2 separate regions of the Mus musculus genome follow, and region 2 is linked to region 1. A link is a contact called in public promoter capture Hi-C data. All regions are on one chromosome and are shown on one strand. The core of a region is the stretch at or near the end of the contact, and the rest is flanking DNA. Distances in the headings are between cores, read along the strand shown. Region 1 holds the start of Hs3st4 (heparan sulfate (glucosamine) 3-O-sulfotransferase 4). Region 2 overlaps 3100003L05Rik (RIKEN cDNA 3100003L05 gene).

Region 1 (6,695 bases), core at 4,051-6,550:
ACCTCAAACCATCCACACACACTCACACATACACACACAAGACCTGCAGCATCACAATCCAAATGAACAAAGATCTCTGGGCATATTTAACATTTAAAAGCTCGACATCGCACAAGGGCCACCCAATAGACCTACAAATCCCTCACAGCTATCCGATTACATTCTCTAATAGCCACTTTTAAATGGTAAAAAGGACTGAAATTGGGGGTTGAGGCTGTAGCTCCATAGTGGAACACACACAAGAGACCATGGCTTTACTCTCCTAAAAGTGCCAGCAACAACAATAAAGCATGAAATTAATTTAATAACGTACATTATTAACCTCAGTATTAATGCTAGGGTCTCTATGTGCCATGAGTAGAAACTTCCTGTTGAGCAACTTTTCACTCTGTATATTTTATGTTTCTGAAGTCCAATCTGGCCACTTCAGCTGTACCAGTTATTTGCATGTGGTTGGTTGAGCTTTCCTTACTTCCTTCATCAAAGCAAAACGTTCACTACACACTGTTTGGTCTGCTTATTTGTTGTCTGTCCACCTTCTTACTACACTGACGTTTTCAGGAGGATGGGGCTCCATCCGCCTCAGGCTTCATTTTATCCTCCATTCCTGAAACAGTACCAAGGGCGCACTCAGCAGCCACTAAGCATTTCTCAAAGTTAAGGATTGAAAAGGCAGCTGCCTTTAGCATTAGTTAGTGGCAGTGTGGTGTAGGCAAAGAAACAAAAAGAAACAAAGCAACTGGACAGATGCAGGTTTGAATCTCAGCTCAGACAGCCACCAAACCAAGGACCCTGAGCCAGTCACTTACCTCCAGGAATAAAGAAATCGTGGTCATAAAACAGAACCGCTGCTGTTTAGTTCACAGCATAAACTCAATGCTGCAGTGAATAACACATCTATAGAGTGGCAGCCGGCACTATGGCTGGCATTCCATAAATACCGGCATCTCATGTCCTCAGTCCTCTCTCCAGACACGAGCTGAGAGTGCTGCTGTCAACCACTGGGAACAAGAGCTGAGCATCCTGCAGCACGCAGTGAGTTCTTGGGGTCACTCCACCCTCTCAGTAGAACATAAGAGCATAGACCATCACCTTGGAGCTAAGTGGCTTCTAAAGCAAGATGTCATGGTCACTATACATGCAAGTCACAGAAGAGGCAAGTGTTTCTGTCCCTTTGTCATTATGATGAGTTCTGTTAGTGGCAGCCAGGGGTCTGCCCCCCAGGTCCCATCCCTTAGAAGGGTTCAGGTCTCTGCCAGGATCACTGAATCACTCTTATGGAACTTGCTTATGGTTTTGCCCTTTTGGAGAAAGGTACAGAAAGACAGAAGAAGAGGGCTTGATCCACCAGGCTTATTAACCATTGACCGTCTGGGTCAGTCCACCGCTGAGGCTAAGCATCTCTACAGCCTGAATACACACATCCTAATCCATTAGTCCAGTGCTGCCCTGAAAATCGCATGTACATCTTCTAATCTTCGAAGTGTTTTTACATTCCATTAGATCGACAGCATAGGTACAAAGGAAAACCCGGATTTAGGGACAACTGGAGTGATGCCACAGAAATGAACCTGCTAAAGCTGATTTGTTAGCTAGGAGGGAAGCCCAAGCCAGTCACATTGACAGCAGCTCCAGTTTTGTCCCAGCTCTTCTTGCTCAAAGCACAAAATCCAGGACCACTTGCAGAACCAGTGGACAACTGGGAGTATTTCAAACGATAAATAAGTGAAGGGTAAATGGTTAAATACATAATGAAAATTTAAAACCTTTAATTAACCTGTGCTTCTTCAATGAAGCCACCAGATTGTAGACAGCAGACATGGCACGGGCAAGTTAAGATGCCATCATTTAGGGTCTAGAGTTGCTCTGGGAACCAAGACAAAGAGTTTCTACAACTGGTTTGAATCAAAGCCACTACTCAGATTTCTACATCAGGATCTATCTATCATCCCTTCTTCCTACATGGGAGAGAGGCTCAGGGCAGGCATGAAAAGACAAGACTAATGAAGTCTCACAAATGTCTTCAAAGCACAGCTGTGAGGCTGGGAAGCTCACCAGTGATTCCCCAGGAGCTTCCAGGAGTCTTTCCATCAGCCATGTTTCAGTGGCTAATGGAGCCTGTGTTGTTAGATGGTCACACACTTCCATGAGGCTTGCTCTTAAAGAGAGTCTCTGCCTTACTTCCAATCAGCATCACTCAGTCTTGCATCTCTATATGGCAAGAGAATAAGGGCCAGGGGTTGAGGACCAAGAGATACCAAATGGTTCTCATACCTGGGCCCAAGCTGACCTTGCCCTAGGCATACCATTTGTGTTTAGCAGCTCTACTAAGGGCTAACAAATACCAAGCCACACATGCCACAAATGTTGGCTGGGATCAGGAGGCTGGAATTATCTCTACACCGCACACCTTCGGTAGCCATGACCGTGAGGTAGCTTATGTATCTCATCTTGGCATCACTGTAAAAGAACCTAAGAAATCTATCATCTCTTTCCTTTCATTTAGAAAACTCTCCTGGCCCCAAGATAGGGACTTCCTCGTTCAAGCATTCCCGTGAACTTTATTGGTCATCCAAATAAATCACTTCTTTCTGTAGCCCCACTGCAGCAAAGCCACCCAAAACACATGCTGCAAGATTTGATCTTTATTCCTCTCTTAAAGGGCATCTGACACTTCCCACAAGATGCGCAGCTTTAAAATTAGAACCAGGAGGGGGGATGCCTGCTTCCCCTCCGATGGCTAAAGCTACCCCACAGAAAAAATCAGGACATTCCTGTAGCTCACCAGCAAACAGCTGAACCCTTCCCAGACATCTTCCCCTGTCTTTATTTTGCTGTTGTTGCATTAATCATCCTAACACCTTTTTAATTATAATCACAAACTGGAAGCCATGGCTTGTGATGTTATAAATAAGGATTTTTTTCCAGTTAAATTAGGCACTTGCTGTTTTATGTTTTGATAGGAAGGGACTGTTTGAAGCCTCCTAAAATATCCCAATTAGTTCTTGCTGTTGAAACAGACAAGACATTAACAGACACACTCCCTGTCTCAGTGTGATGTGCTGGAATGTTTATGGCTCGGTGTACTTCTCTGCAGCTTTTAAGGCACAAGACAATTTTTTTCAAAAGTGGGAGAAAACAGTCACAACACACATGCTTATTACGTATTCCCAAAATAATGGCCCAAACTTTTCCCAGGCTGTAATCTAAACCCAGGAAGCATGTCTCTTCCACAGGAAAGCAACCCTGTCACAGGACATTTTACCTATTGGCTCTGTGGAACTGATAGCATCGCTTCAGCGGACAAGGGCTCTGTTTCTGTTTGACAGTTGCAATTAATTATTGAAATGTGATCGAGATGGGGCCACCCGTCCAGATCTGTTATCCAGAAAGATATGAAGAGGGAGGAAAGAGGAGGGACAAGAGAGAAAGGGGCTTGCATTCTGAGCATGTGCACGCACCAATGTTGTTTTAATGTCGGGGCTGGCAAGAAAGACAGATAATCGCTATCTGACCTGCACTTAACTTTCTCCTGCTCCTTTCCTCCCTCGCAGTTCCAACACCTGATGGTGTCCTGTCAGAAAGAGGTATATAACTCCCAGCAGAAGTAACTCCAGTCTGTCTCCAAGGATGCTCAAATTAGAAGGATCTCTGCACAGGGCACAGACATACTTATAGCACCAACTGGTATCTAGACACCTAGGCTCCTGATACTAAATCAACCCAGTGTTCATTCAGCCAAGAGGAACATAAAGTTACAGAGGTAGGAAATAGCCAAAGCGCCTACACCGTCTTTTTTTTTTTTTTTTAACTGTTCATTTTGCTCTGACCTTAAAACACTGAAGTTGGATTCCAGCCACACAAACGCTTTTGAGGGCGCTTTAGATTGATTCCTGGGGATCTCAAAGCTCGTCGTCAATTTAGCTCTCCTGTCTCATTCCTCCGCTTGTTCTCAACTAGAAGCCCAGCGCCCTGTATTGGCCTGGATTGGGAAACACCCCACAGACAGGCGGGAGAGCTGGGGATTCCCAGATTTGAAGCCTGGTAGTTCTCCAAGGCACCTGCTCCTCCCCTTTCCCAGAAATAAAGTGATCTTTTAGCTGGAGTCCTGTTCTCTCATCTGTACCGGGACTCTGCGCAAACAGGCCAGGGCTCCCACTGCCCTCCCCTGGATGCTCTGGCTATGGGCTCTCGGGACCCCTTATGCGTCTGGCACTCCGCAGCAGCCTCCTACCTGTACCATTCCAGCCCCTTCTCGTAGTTCCTGTCGAAGAAGTGCGGCTCTACGCCCACTGCCCTTACGTCCGGGTGGACTCGGATAGCCTCCAGCAGCGCGCGTGTCCCTCCTTTCTTGACCCCGATGATCAGTGCCTGGGGCAGCTTCTTCTCCCCATAATCAGGGGTGCTGGCGGGGCCCCGTTCCGCACTCCCGTTGGCCGCCCTCCGGCCTTCCAGCTCCTCGGCTGCGCCTGGCTCCTGCGCCCCGCGCCCCAACAGCGCGTCCTGCTCTGTGACCGCGTCTCCGGGGGCAGGCGGGCTCCTGGGCCAGGCGTCCCGAGCACCGCCGCCGCTCGCCAGTCCCCAGCCGTCGGCCGCAGGAGTCGTGAAGCGCTCGGGGGGCTCGGGCGGTGGCCCGCGGCTCGCGTTGTCCGGCGGCGGCGAGGAGGCGCCGGGGCGCACGCGGGGAGGCGGCAGCGAGGGAGACAGCAGGCTCGGCGGGGGCTCCGCGGCGGATCCCGGGGGCTCCTGCAGCGCCAGCGGGAACTGCAGCGAACCCGAGCCGCCCAGCAGGCTGTAGCACAGGTAGGTGACGGACAGGGACAGGGTGCACATGAAGAGCAGCTTGCGCGCCGGCGGCCCCTTAGTGGAGGCGCCGGGCAGCAGCGGCGGCGCGGCGAGCGGCGGCGGCGGCGGCGGAGGCGGAGGCGGTGCGGGCCACCGGGCCATCGCGGCTCCCGGCTCGCGGCGGCGGCGGCCCCCGGCGCTGCCCGGACATGGTTTCAGCCGCCGCCCCCGCCGCCGCCGCCGCCGCCGCCCAGCCGCCCCGGCTGCATGGAGCGACGCCGCTGCGCCCCCGGCCCTGGCTGCCGTCCCGCTGCGCCGGGGACAAGCCCGGACGCATGGCCCCCTCCCCTCGCGAGCCCCCGCCGCCCCCCTCAACCTCAGGCCAGGAGCCCGAGGGGGGCGCCTAGTCGCGGCGGCACCTGCTCCGTGCGCAGCGCCCCGCTCTCCCCGCGCTGCCGCGGCTACCGCTCCCGCAGCCCCGAGTTCCTTCCCTGCTGCTAACTTTCTGCCGGGAGAGAGGACCGGCGCCGAGGGGCGGAGGCGAGGGGGCCGGGCGCGCGCCCGCCGCCGCCCGGGGAAGGAGGGGTGCGCCTCGCGCGTGCCTGCGGAGGGGGTGCGCGAGAGCGGAGGCGTGCGCCAAGGCTGGGGCGCCCGGGAGAGCGGAGATCCCGGCCCCCGCCAGCCGCCGCCAAGCGCGCGCGGAGGACCTCGCCCCGCCCTAGCGCTGCGCTCCCACGGGAGTCGGAGGTGTCCGCGCTCGCCAGCGTTCGCTCCAGACTCTTGGAGGGAATTGTAACCCAGAGCTGGCCTGGACCGTCCTGCGCTGGAGAAGCTGAGATCCTAGCAGTGACAAGTTCCCCCAGGTCTCCTCCGATGGGACTCTGAGAAAACTCAGCCCATTTCTGACTGTCTCTTCCCTAGCTTTCTCCTGCCTTGCTTTCTGATGCAGTTCTTTCCCCACCCCAACTTCCACCTCCCCAGCCTTATCTTTGAGGCTCCTGATGGGTGGAGCTTTGACACAGACCCCAAGGTTTCCCAGACTAGAAGCTTTTGCCCCTGCCTTTTCACCCAGAGACTGTACTTTCTGCTGGGAGATGGCGCTGTCCCCTACCGGGTCCCTTTAACCACAGGTGCACCCACCTGTGCCCTGTGGGAGGCACTGCGGGCTAAGGGAGCTTGGGGTTCCCTGAGCTGACACAGACTGGGGTCCTCATCCCTCCAAACACCAAATAAGCAGAGGGATGTCTGCGTGTCACTTCACTGAATATTTTAGGTGCCTGTGCTTAGCAGAGAGATTTCCATCCCTCCTCTCACTCGGTGGTATTAAAGGCTTTGCGAGATTCTAAAGTGGACTGGTTTGTTGTAGCCTTTAGCGCAGGAGAAGGGGAAGATGGAACCTAGAACTGGGGGAGCGTCCATCTAGGGAGGCTCTCAGGAGCCCTTCTTCGTGAGTACTGGCACTGGCTCTAATGTGCTCTACCCTGCTAGGCACAGTTAGCTGGTTACCCAGACTATCAGCTTTCTCCCTCTTCTGCTGCAGAGGCTGGCTTCTCCTGTTCTATTTGATCTCATAATGGGAACAATAGTTGAAAGAAAATGTATATAATGTCTAAATATTAACAAGATACCTAGTGCCAAAGAGAGGAAAAATGTTAATCAAATATGACGAAGACCGGGGACTTTTCCCTGGGTGAACAAAAGCTCGCTGCTGCTCTCAGCTGGACATGAGTCTTCCACACCGCAGCTTCGGTTCAGATAAAGATTATTCCTTTATAATACATTTTTTATGGTACACAGGAGACTCTGAAATACGGAGTCTGGTGTCCTGTAAATCACCCCCTGTAACTAGCGATGCTTTTCTTCAACCACCACACAACTCCATTACTGTAATGTTAATGGGAAGGACCAGC
Region 2 (6,713 bases), core at 3,486-5,985, 700 kb before region 1:
AGTGGCATGTTTTTGTGTGCCTCCCATTGTATCCCAGTGATGGGAAGACAGATACTAGTCAGAGAGTCTTAGTAGTCAGGTGTCTTCCAGTGAGAGACCCTCTCTCAGAAAACAAAGTGGATGGATTTTGAGGAAGAACACCCAAGTTTCATCTCTGTCCTCCATAACCATATGTATAAACATACAATTTGTATGTACCTGCACATACATGAAAGGAGAGTGCATGAATGTTGTAGACAAACACTATGGCATTTTTATAATACATGTGGATTTCCTCACACATTGATGTCTTGTGCAGCCTAGAAGCTGTCTCCTATATATAATGAGGGATGCCTGTGTGAGCAATGGCCCACTACATAGCAATAAAACATCAATGATTATATCTATCCTTAACTAAGTCTCACAAAATGGACGTAGACAATTGCCTAAGGGCATTCCATGTAATTCCATTTATATAAAGTTAAGGAAAAAGGAAACTCCATCAGTGGTTTGAAGTCAGGCAAGTGATTTCCTTGGGGACAGCTGGATTTGGACGGTGGCCCAGAATGCATCTGTGTGATAGTCTGACTCATGGTTTATGAGATTTGTTTCACACTTGGGTTCACTTTGTGCAAAATCAGCCAACTTCCTTTTTTAGTTTATGTATTATTTGAAAATGTGATGTAGATCACTGAAAATTTCTATTTGAAGTTTGGGAGGAGTTTGCTGATAGAGTATTCTATGGCCACCACCCCTTCCTCTACTTCCTATTCTGATACTGTCTTGTCAAGAATCAATGGCTTGAGCATCAATACTATTTTATAACCATAAAGAAGCACTTACAAGGCTGGAAGTGGTCTCAAGATAGTAGTCCTTTCCACCCTTGAGGGCACATCTAAGTGGATGTCTTTGACACTGTCTGTTCCTCAACTTTGCCATAAGAAAAGAGCAAGAATCTGGGTTTTTGAGGCCAGTGTTAAGCTCACTATTACTTACAGCAGGAAGCAGCTTCTGAGATTCAGCATGGTAGATGTATGACAGAGTGTTCTGTAGAGAAGAGGCACTGTCTGAGACTTGGGTCTAGTCAATGTTGAACTAGAAGGGATGGAGAGACTAGCACTGATACTGTCACATCGCAGCAAGCCTTACTCCAGGCCAAGCTCCCTTTAGAGGTGGAAAACCCTTGAATCCCTTTTTGTCAGAACTGAACTCAGGAACTGAATAAGATCATCAGTGGGGAGGAAGGACCATGGTGACTAGGAGATTATCAATGGCAGTGACTAAAGCTAGAAGCAACTTAAGATGACGAGTTCTCCAACATGATTGCTTCTCTCCTTGGCACTAAGTTTCATTCTTCTCTCACCTTGGAAGAAGGATTGCCTTTGGAAAAAAAACCGCATGACTCTTTTTGTCTTTGGCCAGGTTCCTGAGAAAATCCAACCCATACTTATGATTTTATTGCATGTAAAGGTTGTCCTGCCATCATGTCATATAAGCATATAAAGCAGGTCACCTTCACTACTGGGCCTTTGAGCCAAAGGAGCTCCTTTTTCTCTTCATCCTCCAGTTATCTACAGACGTGGCAGAGGCTTGATGTCTCCCTCCTTGGGGAGAATACATTGTCTTCAATGTCAAAGGAAAACCCACAGGTTCCTGTATAAAATCCCAGTGGGCACTGGAATCTGGTCCTGACAAGAGCCCAGAAAAGAAAAATTATGTAAGAGTTGTCAGCCATTGTGCCTCTGATGATGGTGGCTACTGTGAAACTTGCTAGCAAGTCTCCCCTCTGCCTTCTGTTCTGAAAATAGCTCTCTCCAACTTAGAATGGGGCTCACACATAGCACCAAGGCACCAACCTTGAAAACCCTATGAAATCAAAAGCCCCTGACTCTGTCAACACCATATGGCATAGCTCGGTGACCATGCTTAGGACAAGTGTTCTGTTTAATTGGTTGCCATGTGCCATGTGTATGTGTGAGCACCATCCTCATGCAGTGTCCAAGGAGGCCAGAAAAGCATGTTAGAGTCCACAGAACTGGAGTTGCAGCTGTTGGAAACCACCATGTGCGTGCTGGAAATTCAATCAGGTCCTCAGGCAGAGCAGCCAGTGCTAACTACCAAGCCATTTTTGCAGCCCATAGCATCTCCTTTTTACAGATAACAGTCAGTGCTGTGGTTCCACACTGCTAGTGTCCCCTAAGAAGTGGCAATTCTGGGATGGGAGACTTCTCCTTTCTCCCTTACTCCTGTGGGTTAAACATCAGAGAACAAAATAGCATGAGTAACACTACCAGGCATGCTCCATCTGGGAAGTCTTTGCCTCTCTCTCTCTCTCTCTCTCTCTCTCTCTCTCTCTCTCTCTCTCTCTCTCTCTCTCCCTCCCCCTCTCTCTCCCTCCCTCTCTCTCTCTTTCCCTCTCTCTTCCCCCCTCCCTCCCTCCCCTTCCCCCTCCCTCTCTTCCTCTTCCTCTCCTATCATAAATCAAGGTACTTATTTGGAAGGGTTTTGCTTTAAAGTTCCAGAAAGGGATGACGTTATGATTACAAGAATCTCTGGAGTGAAGAGCCAAATGGGAAGACGAGAAAATCAAGAGGAAGGTTTGAAACGGGGGGGGAAACTGGTGAGGACTAATTATGATGACATATAAGTTGTGTTTTCCTCCCCACATTAGGGTTAAAGTTCTGATTTTAGTCTGTTAAAATACAACTTCATGATATAGGCAAGATGGCTCAGCAGATAAAGGCACCTTTGCCTCCTGAGACCTTAACCTTGACCTTTCAGCCTCTGGGAACTATGGGATAATATACCTCACATTTCAATGGCCTGCTTGTGATTCCTGCTCTACTAGCCCTGATCGAGTACTTCATGATGAAAATACCAGGCTAGATCATTCTGTACATGATTTTTACAAAGCTGAGGCTGACTTCCCTTTGTGTGCTTAAGAATTACCCCCAAACAATACTATTTTAATGGCTGTCAAGCAACTTCTAGCTGGTTCTAATGAAACCCTGAACCAGGGTTGAGAATCACCTGCCTATATGTGTGGTATCATCACCTACGTTTCTTCTGAGTCAGCTCTGAGCTGGAAGGTCATGTGCACACAGCAGTCCAATGTGCATCTCTTTCAGGTAGCTACTCTGTCATTTCCCACTGTTTTAGTTTCTTCAGAGTCCTGTTGACATTGCGAGATGGGTTTTTTTGGGGGGTGGGGTGGGGGTTGTTTTGTTTTGTTTTGTTCTTTAAACATGCATGGTTATTTAATTTCTTCCTTCTCTGGAAATATAAGCTTGGTGAGGTTAGAGCCCTGAACTGTTTTACCCTTTAGTGCTGGTGGGATGCTAAGGCGAGTGCCTTCCCTCACTATCTTCAACTTAGGTCAGGAATGGCAAAAGTTGGATTTGGGCCCAGGCTGGATTGAATTCACAGCCATCCTGCTGGGCTACTTATGCATTTATTATTTCCTTGTCCCCAAGTACTTTATTGACTGTCATTTTCCATCACAGACTTTCACTTTCTTTCTCAACAGAACTCCAATGGAGGACCCACCACTAGCTCTAATTGACAGATCAGAACACTGGGGTCCTAAATGTGGGGATTTCCTCACACAGCCTATGGGAGTTGTTTCTGTAGTTTGTCAGTTTCAGCGCCTTCTTATCCTCCCATTGGTTTGTTTCCTCCCTTCTCCTGGTCTGAAGGGAGATGCTCAGTTTCCACTGGGTATCTCCTTTTAGTTCAAGAGCAGCAGGATTTGGCCAGGTTCTATGAAGAACAGTCGGTATCAGCTTGACTTTAGACTGCCCATGTTCTAGAGGGTGCTCTACACCCTTCACATACAGGCAGTACGAGTGCACTCAATGGCTTTAACAGATGAGTTCGTGAAGTTGGATGGAGAAGTTGAGGGGATGAAGCATGGGAGGAGCTGGAGCAGAGCTAGTAGAGGGCAGATTTCATCAAAATTTATTATATTCATACACAAAACTCACAAATAATAGGTTTAAATAATAATAATTTAAAAAACTGCAGCACACTGAGTCAGACACTTCAGGAGGAAGAATCGAGAAACATCTTGGCACAGCTATTCCCAGCCTTAAGCTGTGCAAGATTCTTCCCATAGCTCTGCCAGCCCAAGGCTGCCTGCTGGCACTTGAGGCTCAAGTTAGAAAGTGGGAAGTTTGAAAGCTTCTGGAAGAAGGTGAAAGGGATTTGAATCCAGCTCCTTGAGGCTGTGACAGAGCTGGTGGGACTCAATTGGCAAAGATCTTAAGGGGACAGATGGGCACCATGAGTGTCTATTGAGTGTCTGGGGTATCGCTTGCCACTAGTGATCACTTGCCCATGCAGTAAGTGGTCTTGGACAGTGTGGACAGGGAGAGTGGGAGTCCTAGTTAGAGCCTCTTCTCTTGGTTGATGCAGTTCTGTTCAGTGTATCATGTAGCTTAACTTTCTCCAGTCTTTTGTCCCTGATTCAGCATAAGTCTTTGTTATTTATATAAAATCACATTTCCTACAATCTTTCCTTCCACATGTAGCAGTCTGGTCTCCTTCCAGCTTTGCGCCCATTCCACTGGCAGAGTGATGGCTATGTGTAAACACCACGAAGGCTGCTTAAAACCTCCAACAGGTTTCTCTTTTCCATAAGATGTGACCCCAGTTCTGAACAAGGTGTCCTCAGCATTCTACTTAGGTTCCCTAAGGAGCCTCTTCCCGCCCACCTTACAGCCCTTCCTTGTCTGTGCGCCAGGCCTTCTGGCTCGATTTCGGTTTCTAAACACACCGTGTTCCCTCCAGTCTCCAGGCCTTTACACAAGCTGTTCTCTCCGTCTGGCATAGCTCTTCCCCATCCGCCACCACCACCACTGCCACCACCGCCATCATCACCACCATCACCCTGCTTAACCGATTAACACCTGGCCATCTGTCAGAGCTCAACTCAGCTGTCACTCTCCCAGATGCCCAACAAGACACAGCCCCTGTCTCATGCCTCCCCAGCATCTAAATTGGCCGAAATGTGCCTTCATTCAAAGCGATCACTTGAGCTTATAGGTCAATGTTCCTGAGAATAGACTTCACGTGAATTAGTTCGTCTCTTAACCTATAAAATGATTGGAGTAGGTTCTCAATTAATACTGTTTTCTCATGTGGATCTCTGTCTCACTAGGCGGAAAATTAGGGTTTAGGAAGAATAAGTTGCCTGTCTAGGATTGTTCAGAAGATCTGGGATATGGACCAACCCCTCACTACCTAACATATAGCCCTTTCAAATATGTCAGCCCTGGCAGAGCCTCATGGGAGGAGGGAGGAGCTTCTACTGAAAATTTCATTTTGGCCCCTGAGAAATAAATGAGCTGTACCAGCCTCAGCTCAGCTGCACTACATCATAAGCCAGTTAAGGGACCATGTTCCTCAGAAGTGCCCTCAGCTGTGGGAGAGAGATGGATGGTCCCTAAAGGCTCATCTCATTATTCCAGGAGCCAAATTGGGACCTTGTTAAGGGATGGATTGCCCATCAGTAAGTAGCACACTAATTCTATAGCCACATGGCACAGGAGACTGACCAGGGCTCCCATAATGTGGCCTCTGGCAGTCTTCCCACCATCTAGACCTAATGGCAACTTTTAGAAAATAAACACAGCCCTCACAGAGCCCCCAAGAACACATTTGCTCTAATGTGGTTCAACCGTCTTAAGTGAGTGCCTAATAAATTAATGGTCCTGTTAAACACAGTTCATTGTGAGCTTCACTGTGCAGCAGCCATCAAAGGATGGGTTATTTCTAGGACAGTAAAAGCAAATCATAGCTCTGTGTGTGCATGTGTGTGTGTGTGTGTGTGTGTGTGTGTGTGTATGCACATCTGTGCAGGGCATCACTGTGCAGTGGTTATGTCCTAGCTATGCTTGTGTGCATGTGTGCAGGTTAGAGCACAGTGAAGCTGCACTCTGCAAACATTCACTGCACATGAAATTGTATTCCATGCAGCCTACCCTATGCTTTACAGAAACCATATGACACTGTCTACACTGGAAGGAATACTTCATAGTAGTTCCTCAATAAACATTTGTTTCAGTAATTAATAAGGTCATTAATAAAATCACTCCATGATTAATAAAGTTACTACTTACACATTATACTAACAATGACAACTATGATAAATGGAAAGAACAGAGCATTCCTGGGCAAGTGAACAAGGTTGAACCACACTGTCCAATACAGCCATGCATACCTGTGGGTGCTGGGCTGGAGCACTTGGGCTCTTTCCTTGGCTCATCTCTGCATTACCATAGTCAGTAGGACAAGCGGATGTCCAGAAAGTTTTTACTTCATGTTTGAGTGTTTTACAAAGAGACAAAGTAATGTCTTGAGAAAGGTTGGGGAGAGGGTGATTATAGGTAAGTTTGGGGTCTGGTGACTAAAGTATGAACCATTAATCAAGACACTTAAGACAGAAATAACCAAAGCCATGTCAACTAAAAACGACCAGCACACTCTGGATGCCTAGAGGATGCCTTGCCCCGTGGATTTGTGGGGTAGACAAGTGTCATCCTGCTTCTTCTGTTTCAGTTTCTGCTCCACAAGACAGACAAACAGCTTGGAAGCTCTGGGCTAGAAGACGGCCAAGTGATTGCTCTTGAGGGTTATACAGAATATGATAAGATAAAAAGAAATAAAAGGTCAGTAAGAGATGAGAGAGGAGGTAGAGAAGATGAAGGAAGAAGAGAGAAGAGTGCAGGTGGGAG

Evidence for each region. Promoter capture Hi-C pulls out the DNA fragments that hold promoters and counts their contacts.
Region 2: a promoter capture Hi-C map of hippocampal neurons shows a contact between it and region 1, with 6 times the contacts expected there. The contact joins the enhancer-like site here to the promoter of Hs3st4 in region 1. A contact is called at or near these places in 1 of 39 promoter capture datasets (hippocampal neurons), 1 of 484 Hi-C or Micro-C datasets (cerebral cortex) and 4 of 115 datasets of contacts at active chromatin or transcription factors (embryonic forebrain, embryonic hindbrain, forebrain and 1 more).

Annotation. Positions count from the first base shown.
Region 1 is chr7:123,981,433-123,988,127 of GRCm38.p6, reverse strand. It overlaps Hs3st4 (heparan sulfate (glucosamine) 3-O-sulfotransferase 4), which reads right to left and starts at 5,300. Exons shown (of 2, transcript NM_001252072.2): 1 at 4,235-5,300. The coding sequence starts at 4,947. It overlaps Gm26974 (a long non-coding RNA gene), which reads left to right and starts at 4,674. Exons shown (of 4, transcript XR_003946874.1): 1 at 4,674-4,803.
Region 2 is chr7:124,679,448-124,686,160 of GRCm38.p6, reverse strand. The region is part of intron 1 of 3100003L05Rik (RIKEN cDNA 3100003L05 gene); the gene reads left to right. Among named protein-coding and RNA genes, the nearest start is that of 3100003L05Rik, 26 kb to the left of the region's middle. Within about 2 kb of position 4,735, at least 12 of the 459 cell types and tissues checked have an H3K27ac peak or open chromatin away from gene starts, as enhancers often do. A contact at or near this core is called in cerebral cortex and hippocampal neurons, where this site is marked.